Linked DNA regions of Mus musculus: region 1 is linked to region 2. A link is a contact called in public promoter capture Hi-C data. All regions are on one chromosome and are shown on one strand. The core of a region is the stretch at or near the end of the contact, and the rest is flanking DNA. Distances in the headings are between cores, read along the strand shown.

Region 1 (5,619 bases), core at 1,683-4,182, 340 kb before region 2:
CTTTTCCTTCCTGGGATCGTTTCCTTTGACTTCCTGGGATCATTTCCTTTTCCTTCCTGGGATCATTTCCTTTTCCTTCCTGGGATCATTTCCTTTTCCTTCCTGGGATCATTTCCTTTGACTTCCTGGGATCATTTCCTTTGACTTCCTGGGATCATTTCCTTTTCCTTCCTAGCTGTTGTGGTTTTGGAGCAGCAGGGATTTCTCTGATTCCATTTTATTTATTTATTTATTTTATTTTTTAGCTGTAAGCCCAAGGCAGCAGTTTGCGGTATTTATATAATGACATATAGAAGTAGGTAGAGGATGTCAGACACCCTGCAAACATCCAAGTAGGATACATCTAACAACCAACTCCCTAGCCAAATCTGACATAGATGCCCTATGAAAATTAGTGTAAAGTCACTGCTTTTATAGCTACATCTGCATAGATCCCCTGTATGAAAGCATGTACTACCTGGATAATAATATCTGTATTTTTCTGTAGTAGGAAATCAGTGTAGTTTTTAAAACCAAAAAGTATTGTTATTAATCTATCTTTGATCTCAAACAATTTCAATGACCTAGTATAGTGATTTCTACGGAAAGCCCTGCAATTTACTCAAAGCAGTTTTTAAATATTGTTTTAAAAGTGTGTGTGTGTGTGTGTGTGTGTGTGTGTGTGTGTGTGGTGTTAAAGTCATTTTCAAACCCCTCACAATGTCTTGAATGTGACATTTGAGTCATTTATGGTAACTTATAACTCCTTTGAAGAAGTTATTCAGAATTGAGGTTCCAGACACACAAATGCACAATACACCATTTTTCCTTCCAGTTAACAATCAGAGGGCAACACTTATTTTTAAAGGAAAATCGACTCCATAAGGGACTTTATAAAGGGGTAGACATAAACCAGTATCAGGGATAAACTCTCCGTTCCCCTGTTTAACCTAATTTTCCCAGGGCCATCCTGGAATACGAATTTTCTCTTGAAATACAGTCAAAGAAAAAGTGGTAGGCTACAGAGCAGAGGAAACACTGGACACAGCGACCCACCCCAGAGTCACTTCCCTTAATCTAATGACTAGGTTTTTTCTGAAAGTTATTTTGTTAGAACACAGGAACTTTTGCGACCACAGTGATGCTTTTAGAGGGTTGAATCCTCAAAAAGAAAATTAATCGCAACTAGTAGAAGGGAGATTACTTATTGATTCTTATAACTTCTGCAGGAATACACAGTTATGAGTTAGGGCAAAGAGAAAATTGACTTTTAATATTCTCTATCACTAACATGAGAGAACATGTATGTGTTCCAAAATAATTTTTATTTATTGAAAACCCGCTATATACCTGGATTTTCACAGAATATTCATTACTCTCCAAAATGGCCTTTTCTAGGTGAATTTTATTTTCCTTACAGACCTCAAGAAGTTTACATAATTTACTTAAACCTGAGGAGAGAGAACAAAGCCTCAGAAAATTTACATAGTTTATTTAAACTAAACTCAGCTTGCTTGGTAGCAGCTTCTAATCCCAGCAGTTAAAGAGACAGAAGCAGGGCCAACCTGGGGTATAATATAAGGTGAGACTCTCCTTTCTTTCTCTCTGTCTCTGTCTGTCTCTGTCTCTGTGTGTGTGTGTGTGTGTGTGTGTGTGTGTGTGTGTCTCCTCTCTCTCTCTCTCTCTCTCTCTCTCTCTCTCTCTGTCTCTCTCTCCCTCCCCCTCCCTCCCTCTCCCCCTCCTCTCTCCCTCCCTCTCCCTCCCCCCCCCCCACACATTTGAATTCGTGGAGTTGGTAAATGAGGGGTCAGTTCTCTGTCTGTCTGTAGTTTTGTGTCCACAGGATATGACTGACATTCTCACCACACACATACAAAGTCAAAAATAGCTGTGGCCATATAAAGAATATGGGGAGAGAAAATTATTCAAAATCTGCAGAAAATAATGCCAGGCCTTTAATCCTGGCACCCAGGAGGCAGAAGGGAGACAGAGTTCTGAGTTTATGCTGAGTTCCAGGAGTGGAAGAAAGGGCCATTGCCTTTCTGGTGAGGACTGTCTTTTTAAATCCTCCCTTCTGTCCAGTACTGGTAACTCTGCCCAAAGCGTGTTCTTCTTCCTGCCTCACAAGATTGCAAAGACGTTTTTAACGAACAATTTAAACCGGTGCAACGTTTATGCGCAGCACACCAACTCATTTAAACAAACAACAGCCCCATAAAATAGAAATACTTTATAAGCAGATTGCCCTCCGATGACTTCACCCCGTCACTTTTTTATAGTTGTGTACAGAATCCTAGCACTGATACAGCAACATCAGAAATGTTTCTGCAAATCCTTCGCAAAGATTCGGATTTCATACTGGGCGTGGTACCCTCCAAAATGAGTTGTTTGAGCTAGGGTTGTTGGGATCTCAGCTTGGCGAAGTTGTAGCTCTTTCTTCTGAATAAAAGATGACACAATTTTCTGCTAAGATGTTAAATACCTTAAGTTTCAGTGTAGTGATGAAAATTACCCTCCTTCGTTTTTCTAATACCTGGGTGTTGCACTGGGGAGGAAGGAGAGATTTCGAGAAGGACTAGTTCACTTTCTCAGAAGACACGTGTGCACTTCTTTGCTGTGCGGGTCCAGAAGGAGCCCAGCGTGTCAAAGGGTGACCAGGCATGGGGGAGGGGTGTTAGCGTGGGTAGCAGGCGGGGGCTGTCCGATCCTTTAGCGCTGTTTCAACGCCCAGCTCTCCTCCTGAACCCTGCATCTCTTCTGTAGTCCGGGCTCCATCCCTTTCCCCTCCCCCATCCGGAGGTGGGGGGAACAGCAGTGTTTTCAGGGGTGTTCAATTCATGCTATATTCAGGGCAAATAGCGCCACCTATGGCGGGCTGTGGAGCCAGGTCAGGAGCAGAGTGTGGCTCCCCCCCCCCCCCACACCATCCTCAGAGGAAGGAAGGAGGGACCCACTGGTCACACGACTGGGCGATTGGGCGGGCACTGAATCTCCGCGAGGAAAGCGAACTCGAGGAGAGCCATCTGGAGCAGCATGGAGTCCGCTGCAGACAGACTGGCCAGGGCGGCGGCCCAGGGCCGTGTGCATGACGTGCGGGCACTGCTGGAAGCCGGGGTTTCGCCCAACGCCCCGAACTCTTTCGGTCGTACCCCGATTCAGGTAGGCAAGGAGTGTCCCATCTGCAGTCGGGTAACTTTTGTTCAGGAAGAGATAACATTTCAATTACCATTTGAAATGCATACCCCAGATATTTTTGTTTGTTTGTTTGTTTTTGTTGTTGCTGCTGCCCACCGGAGCCACCCATTAAACTAACTTGTTATAGTGAAACCATTTTGGCATCGAGTTTTCAGTGTCTTATTTTTGAGAAGTCTTGTTTCTCCCATCTACTGTCAGCTGATTAATTCTGGTCTTGCTTTTACCAGATTACTAAGTTTCAGCCTAAAAGGAGTCCTGGCCCTAGAAATGTCTGTAACTATCCTTTCTAACTCTAACAAAGAAAATTCCCGTGAAACAAATGTGCATTCCAGAGCCTGTGCATAATAAGCTGAAGAAAAAGAACATCGGTTTCAACTTGACTAAAAAGGCTGGAAGGTGCCTTCTGAAACTGCAACATAGACTATATTTTACACACTTTAAATCACAGAATAAAAATAAACAAACGAGTTTGGGACCTTGAGATCATTTGCAAGTCAAGCGTGGAAACCTCTTTGATTCTAGACAGGTTGGGTGGTTGTGCGAGATAAATGTGAACCTTTTAAAATAACGTGTCTATAGTTTGCAGTTTAACATTTGCAGTGTTACCAGTTGCTGAGAAGTTTGCCTTTGGAGTCCTAAAATATGTAAGAGAGGACCGTATTCATTGAATACAGAAAAGTTAAGAAAGTTGGGTAGATAGTTTTAACGGGGAAGGAGGAAGTTGGTTTGGTTTCAGAGCCATAACCCATTTGATGTTCAGGCAGAAATGCTGGGGGGGGGGGAGGAGAGGAGAGGAGAGGAGAGGAGAGGAGGAAGAGGAGGAGGAGGAGGAGGAGGAGAGAGGGGAGGGGAGGGGAGGGGAGATAAGCCTAGAAGAGAGAAGAGAAGAGAAGAGAAGAGAAGAGAAGAGAAGAGAAGAGAAGAGAAGAGAAGAGAAGAGAAGAGAAGAGAAGAGGAAAAATAAGCCAGGCTGGTTTTTTTGGGGGTGTTTGTTTGTTTGTTTTTTAATCCCAGAATCAAGAGACAGAGGCAAACTAATCTTTTCAGTTCTAGGTCAGCAGGGATGACATAGAGAAAACCCTGTATAGAAACACCTCCCCCCTAACAAAAGAAGAGTAGAAAGAAAATAACAAAACAAAAAAACCCAAGGTACTTTCTTAAAGGATTTAGTATTCATTTTATTTTTGCTATTTCAACTTTTCCATACCATAAAAGATGTGAGCATTTTTTTTCCTATCACAGGGTTTCCCCTTCTACCTTTATTATTTTTTTATTCTCCCCAACTCCCTCCCCAACCCTTCTACTTTCCCTCCCAGGTCCCTCCCTCCCTCCCCACTTGTGATTGCTTTCTTCAGATGTGAGCAATTTTTAAAACCAATTTTATGAGCAAGATGGAGGTCTTCAACACACAGTATTGTTACTTTCTCTTTTCTGTAGTTCCTTTACAGTTTTGCTGAAACCTAAGTTAGTTTTACTTTCTTCGGAGAATGATTCAGCAATACTAGTGCAATTATATTATCTTCATTATTTTATATGTGTATATATATATGAGAGAGAGAGAAATTCATCTTAGAAATCACACATAATTCTGAGTGCCTACGTCCACTGCCTTCCCTCTCTTCTCTGCCTCCATCAGCACTGAATAAGAGATGTCTGAAGTTATAAAACCATCTGTGGCCAACAAAACCGTGTTGGATGAGCTGATGACACTCCAGCCCCTCTACCACACACACACACACACACACACACACACACACACACACACACACACACACACACGGAACACATGGGAGGAGAAGGGAGGGAGGGAGGGATGATGGACTTTTGAGGAGTTGAGAGAGCACAGAACCGCAAAGTGATTAGATCTTCCTCTTAGAAGCCAGAAGTTCCTGAAGGTTTATCAAGGTCCACTCTTCAGGCTTGTTCTAGTGGCAAACTTCTTGGCTTTCCATGTGGATTGTTTTTTGTTTCTTTTTTTGTTTGTTTGGTTTTTTTGGCAATGTGTGCAAGACTGTTGTTGCTAATACGGTTCTTGAGAAGACTCCTGAGGCTAAAACTTTCAACAGGAGAGGAGGAGGAGATGGCAGCTGAAGCGGTGGGTAAACAGAAGCAGGGACCTGAGGAGAAGGAAGTGTGCCTGAGATTGTAGCACTAGGAGCAAGACTTGTTCCTGAGGCAAGTTGCCAGGGTGGTTGTTATTATTCATACAGGAGACACAGGTAGCAGGGCATCAATTACATTAGTGTAACATTGTCCTTAACTTCCTATAGTCTGAGTGCAGATTCCAAACCTATGCTCAAGTTTATTCCAGTATCAGCAAAAGTTTCTTTATTCTTAGCCCTAGATAAAATTAGTTCAAAAACCGTGGGTTCTCTGTACAAAGTGGTATTGGGGGTTTTCTTGTTTTCTCTAAGGCAAATTTTGCCTAGTTTATTGTCCAGTTAA
Region 2 (5,526 bases), core at 1,424-3,923:
AACTGTACGACACTTGAGAATACTCTCAGATATTCATCCGCCACCGTCTAGTTTTAACAGATGGGAACACTATGGGAAGAGAGCTGTTATGTTGCCTGTTAGGTTTTTTTCCCATTAAAAAGAAATATTTCTTAAAAATCATATTTAAAGTCTAAGAAACTGGCAACCTTTCCAATGGGTTGGGTGAGCAGCCAACACTGAAACTGTTTGCTATGTTCCGTTCACAAGCCCATCGGAACTTTAATGGGTGAGAAGGGGGCCTCTTTTCTATGCTTTGTGTAGCACTTGGGTGTTCAAAATTATGTATTTGTTTGGGGGACAAATAACTTGTCTGCCTGGATCAAAGCCTGAAAGACAAATGTTTGTTTTTCTTTACATTGATGTTTATAATTTGAAATGTATTATCTTTTTTTGATTATTTGCTATTCAAAGTATCATGCTATATAATTTTAGATAAGCATTAAGCAGTTTCATCTGTAATAGTAATTTAGACTTCTGCTTAAACCTTAAAGAAAAAAAGTCCCATAAATGAAGTGCCTGTAGTTGCTCATCTATTAGGTTTTCTGTTGGAGTTTGAGTCTTTCCTGGCCGGGTTTATATTACCACCCCCCCTTCCCATTTCACCAAAAGAATTATGTTTAAATGGCCACTTACATTTGACAACATCCTGATTCAATAAATAAAATTAGAGTAATATTTTTGCACTTCAAAGCATGCTTTTGGGTTTTCTATGGATAGACAAACACTTAGCTCTTTCTAGATTCTCATTTTAAGGCTTGCTTTTCATGATTTGGGGGTATTTGATTCTCCCCCCTCTGCACTCAGACTATAAACTTTAAAGCTAACTTCAAAAAAACTTCACAATTACTTTAATAGTGACATGTTTGACTGCCGATTCTTATTTTTTGATCAAGGTAGTGGATCAACCTTGAGAGTTTTCAGTTCTTCAAAATGGAGTTCATGAGTCAGAGCCATTTTCAGGTGAAGTGTAATGGTTCCTACCATTGTGCATTCAACACTGTTAACCATTAATCATCACGACCTTAACACACATAACTTGGGTGTAGGAGAGAGCATTAAAAAAAAACATTTTATGCACCTGCTTCATAAGGAAAAATTAAACCCGAGTTTCTCACATAAGTCTTAAGCTCATATATATGCATGTTAGTGTAATTTGTGTAATAAATCAACCCTATTTGGCTTGTCTTTTCTGTAGTCGGCTAAGCAAATGAGTACCACCTCATTAAGGAACATCTGGTGAGTAATTTTCACCTGGTTTGAATATGTGATTTTTTTTTTACACTGAGATGTTATCTCATCATTAATTAAACATCACCATGAATTTTATTCGTCTCCTTTCCTCACCCCACTTGTAGAATTTTTCTTGGTGGGTAATGGGACTTTTGCTAAAATGTAATTGCATTTACTTGTACAAAGACAATTTCCACCCTCTTAAATCAGTGTAAAAGGCCTCATGCTGTGCTTGCAGACTACAGAAAAAAAAATATGTTGCTGTGTATAATTCTGTATTTGCTTGAGAATTTCCAAGATGGGCAACCTAACCTCTACCTTTTAGGTAATTGAAACTTACATGGAAAGGATTGGGAAAGCGCATGTCTCTGCTTGTACGCTCTAGTATTAAACATGAATCTCATCGGACAATAAAAATGACGTGCTTGGAGACAGGGCAGTGCACGGGAGCATTCATACAAAGGCAACGCCAGTAAAGAGATTCAGAGAGCAGCACTCAGGCTGCTCAAGAACAAGATCCGGAGCAGGTGGGTACAGAAAAAAAACGTCCAGGAAGGCCTCAAGGCAGCCAAGACCAGGATGCCAGGGATGGGAGAGCTCCCCTCCGGCTTGAACGCCATTGGATCCCTGGGCTGCACCAGTCGCCAGGGTTTCTGAAGACCCCTGCCAGCATCGCCGCTGGCCTGCTGGTCAAGAATGCCGGGGCTCGCGCAGGTTGCCACGCGGTGGCTGCCGCCCCAGCGGTGACTGTCGCGAACCTTGCCTAGCCGCGGCGCTCGGGAGCTGCGCCGGCTGCAGCTGGTGCTGGCCGGGCGGAGGCGCGGCCGGTCCCGTCGGGGCGGGGCCGGGGCGGGGCGTCGGGCCGCGCGGCAGGTGTGGGCGCGCGGAGGTGGCACAGCCCGCGGCGCTTTCTTTCGACCTGCGCACAACGCGGGACGCAGAGGCGCGCGCGGGGTGCGTGGAGGCCGCAGGTAAGCGGGCCCGGGCGCGCGGCGAGCCACCCTGGGGTTGGTGGGAGCCGAGGGACGAGGCGGCTCGGCGGCGCGCGTGGGGAGCGGAGGCGCGGTCCCGCACAGCCACCCGCGCTCGGCCACACGCTCGGGCCGCGCGCGATCCTCGAGCGCGCAGGGAAGCAGAGCGCGGCGTGCGTGCTGGAGCGCTCTCCGCTGGGGAGTCCCCGCGTTGCCCACGCACCATTTCAAACTCTGGGTGCTTTGGAAACTTCCCGGGGGCTTCTCCGGTGGAGTGCACAGAAACGAGGCGTGCGGTGAGAACCCCCACAGCCGAGGATTCGCTTGTTTTCAGTTCGTACTCGTATGGTGGAAAAAGGATGAAGGATGTTCGTCAGCTCCTGCCCCTTCTCTCCGTGACCCTCCCTTGGAAGGGCCGGCTCCTCGGCTGCTGCAGGGTTTCCTCAGCCAGGCAGTGGCCGCGTAGGGAGCAGCGAAACAAGCTTAGGTGGCCTCCTAAAGAGCTAAAGGACAGGGACAGGCAATGGGGCTCACAACCTGCACCAAGGGTTGGAGCTGTGGCCCTCCTGCCTGGGGACTGCTTCTGGAATCCGAATCCCGTCTTTCAGCTTCCTCATTGAAATCCTGGCACCTTTGAAGTGGAATTAGAGGGGGAAGTAGGCACGAATTTTTTATTTTTATTTATTTATTTATTTTGCGGGAGTTTATTACCTGTGGATTAAAATACTTGGTGAACGGGAGTTTCGACAATGCTCAGTTTTATCATTTGTTTTGAGAAAGTTTTGGTTGACTTGATTTTTGTTTTAAGTGATTTAAAAGTGACGCTCGACTTTAGGTTTATTGAGTTTCTCGTGTTTGGTTGGAGGGGAGCTAACTTTTTAAGTTGTTTCCCACTGTCATTCTGGTTATTGTTCAGTATCTCCAGAGGCAGTTCCGTAGGTATTTTATTTTGATTTTTATCATCAAAAAAAAAAAGGCTTAAAATAATATTGTGCGGTTGTCCCCCACCAAGGAAGTAATATAGTTCGCTTCCTTTCTCCTTTGTAACTTGTACAGGGCCTCTTGAAAACTAGGTTGGGTCCCCAAATAGGCATTTTTGATTCGTGTTTAATAGACTTTTTTTTGGAGGTGGGGTGGGCCTTCTGGAAACTTTTCTTTTACATCATATTAGGTCTTTATTTTATACGTAGGTATTGCCTTCATGGTTGATGTGAGAGAGAGCAAGAAGCCTGAAAGCTAGAAGAGCCTAGAAGGCTCTTGAAGTTTTATAAATTCTGAAGAGTACATAGTAGTGACTAAATCCTTGACGGACAGTGTGGACTCGGCTTGTTTTAAATAGGTTATTATAGGACGAAAGCTATGAGACATCTACTATTTGAATATCTTTATAAAAATGGAAGTGGAAAAAAATGGAGAACAAGAAATGTGTATCATTTTCCCCTCATTTTGAAATCATTTTTCTTGATTTGCCCCAGAACTGAAGCTATATTAAATACCGTTGTTAACTATTTAGGGTACTTATAGAACATTAATTGATTTGTTTTAACAATAATTTTCTTCAGTGATAGGTTTTTGTTAAATGTGTTTTGCTGGGAATATTGACGCCTTGAGATTAGAAAACATTAAATTCTTCGTAATTGCCACAATTGCATTACTTGTGTCTAAGTATTTTTATCATTTGAACATTGTGGGGGCTCTTAACTTTAAACGTAAAAAGGCGAAAATGTAACCTCTGATTACTAACATTTAAGGGATAAAATATAGTATTAAAAGACAATATGGAATTTGAAGGCATTTTAGGATAGATAATTCTCTAATCATAAACAAGAAAGGGCTAGTAATAATGCTTTAAAACATCTTCTTGATATATTTAATAACTAGTTGCTTAAAAAGTAACCCCCAAATGTCTCAAAAGTTTTAATGAGTGATAAATTTTGTTATTACATAGTTCTGCAATGTAGGGAAAAAAAAACTTTTGTTGAATCTAGAATAGATGCAGCTTAAGTAAAAGAAATGGTGAAATTTGATCTTTGCATTTTGAGCTACATTTTCACTGGGGGCTTTTAAACAATGACAGTAAATTGTATAGAAAGTAGATCAGTTATTTAATCTGTACATGTAAGTACCCTAATGTGCTTGCTTCATTTGTAGAGTCTCCGGCTGTCTTTCACTCCAGGCTTAAAAAAACAAAACAACAACAACAAAAAAAAAAACAAACAAACTTGGGAGGAGGTTGGAGATGATGGAGGAAGCTTTCCATTGCACATGGGTGTGGGGGAAATCTGTGTTGACTTCAGGAGTAAGGAGGTTAAAAGGTAGAGTGTAGGGTCAAGATTTACTTGTAGATTCATTCTCTAGGACCTTCTGCTTTTCCTGGGATTAACATTTTAAGCAATATACAGTTATTGCATGCATGACAGCAGAGGGGGGAAAGTCCTCTTCCAATAACCTTGAAACCCTGATTCTGGCTTTATCAAGTATGTTCTGTTTCGTATTTTCTAGCCGATCCTAGCTACTGAGCACTTGAAGCCAACTTGCAGATTACAGAGAATTCGCTAGGTGATTTCTATTTTCAGAGAAATACTCTTTTGAGACACCATTATTTTAATATCCCAAATAGCACCAATCTTCTGAGCAAAACAATAATTGTCCTAGTAATTTAAAACTACACTTTTAGCAGGGAAAATGCAATGTACATGACTGCCAATGCTCATACTATGATCTTCTTTGGTCCACTTCCATTTCTTGCTTTGTGATGTCTCTGACACATCATTCTGATGCAAGAAACTTGAGGCGGGGGAAGCGGGGGTGGGGAGCGTTCAGAAAACAAGCAATGCGTGTTGATCCTCTTTCTGCTGTATAAGCCTGAGTCTTCGTGACACAGATCCACAAGTCTGAGAGTCTTCACCCCACTCCCCTTTACTGAGTCTGAGAGAAGACAGGACAGACAAGAGTCAGCTCTGCCATTTGCAAAGCGGAAGCTTGTGCTCCACAGCAGATCCAGTCCGTGGTCTAACTCAGTTTTACTTCCTTGCCAGGGGCATAACAACTGGAGTTAAAAGACTTATACCCAGATGGGGAAATTAGTGCCATTTGTGTATAGGCTGTAGCCTTATTGAAGCTGCTTTCAAAGTAATTGGGACGAAATCAAGACATAGTATGATTTAATTATAAGTCCTCTAGGGTGGGTAGTGGGTAGGAGTCTGTGGCTCAGAATATATTTAGGCTTTTCACTTATGTTGAGTTTTTTTACAGTTTGCATTGTAGTTGTTCGTGCGTGCTCATGTGTGTGTGTGTGTGTGTG

Evidence for each region. Promoter capture Hi-C pulls out the DNA fragments that hold promoters and counts their contacts.
Region 1: a contact with region 2 is called in a promoter capture Hi-C map of second pharyngeal arch cranial neural crest, with 3 times the contacts expected there. The contact joins the promoter of Cdkn2a here to the enhancer-like site in region 2. A contact is called at or near these places in 5 of 39 promoter capture datasets (the 3T3-L1 cell line, cranial neural crest, frontonasal cranial neural crest and 2 more), 10 of 484 Hi-C or Micro-C datasets (cerebellum, cortical neurons, embryonic fibroblasts and 4 more), 3 of 115 datasets of contacts at active chromatin or transcription factors (extraembryonic endoderm stem cells, neural tube and pancreatic cancer cells) and 1 of 9 other capture datasets (pancreatic islet).

The regions. Positions count from the first base shown.
Region 1 is chr4:89,279,505-89,285,123 of GRCm38.p6, reverse strand. Cdkn2a (cyclin dependent kinase inhibitor 2A) reads left to right here and starts at 2,932. Exons shown (of 3, transcript NM_001040654.1): 1 at 2,932-3,138. The coding sequence starts at 3,013.
Region 2 is chr4:88,935,093-88,940,618 of GRCm38.p6, reverse strand. All of the region lies in intron 1 of Gm49890 (predicted gene, 49890), which reads left to right. Among named protein-coding and RNA genes, the nearest start is that of Gm49890, 4.2 kb to the left of the region's middle. Within about 2 kb of position 2,673, at least 144 of the 459 cell types and tissues checked have an H3K27ac peak or open chromatin away from gene starts, as enhancers often do. A contact at or near this core is called in cortical neurons, embryonic fibroblasts, muscle stem cells and 5 more, where this site is marked.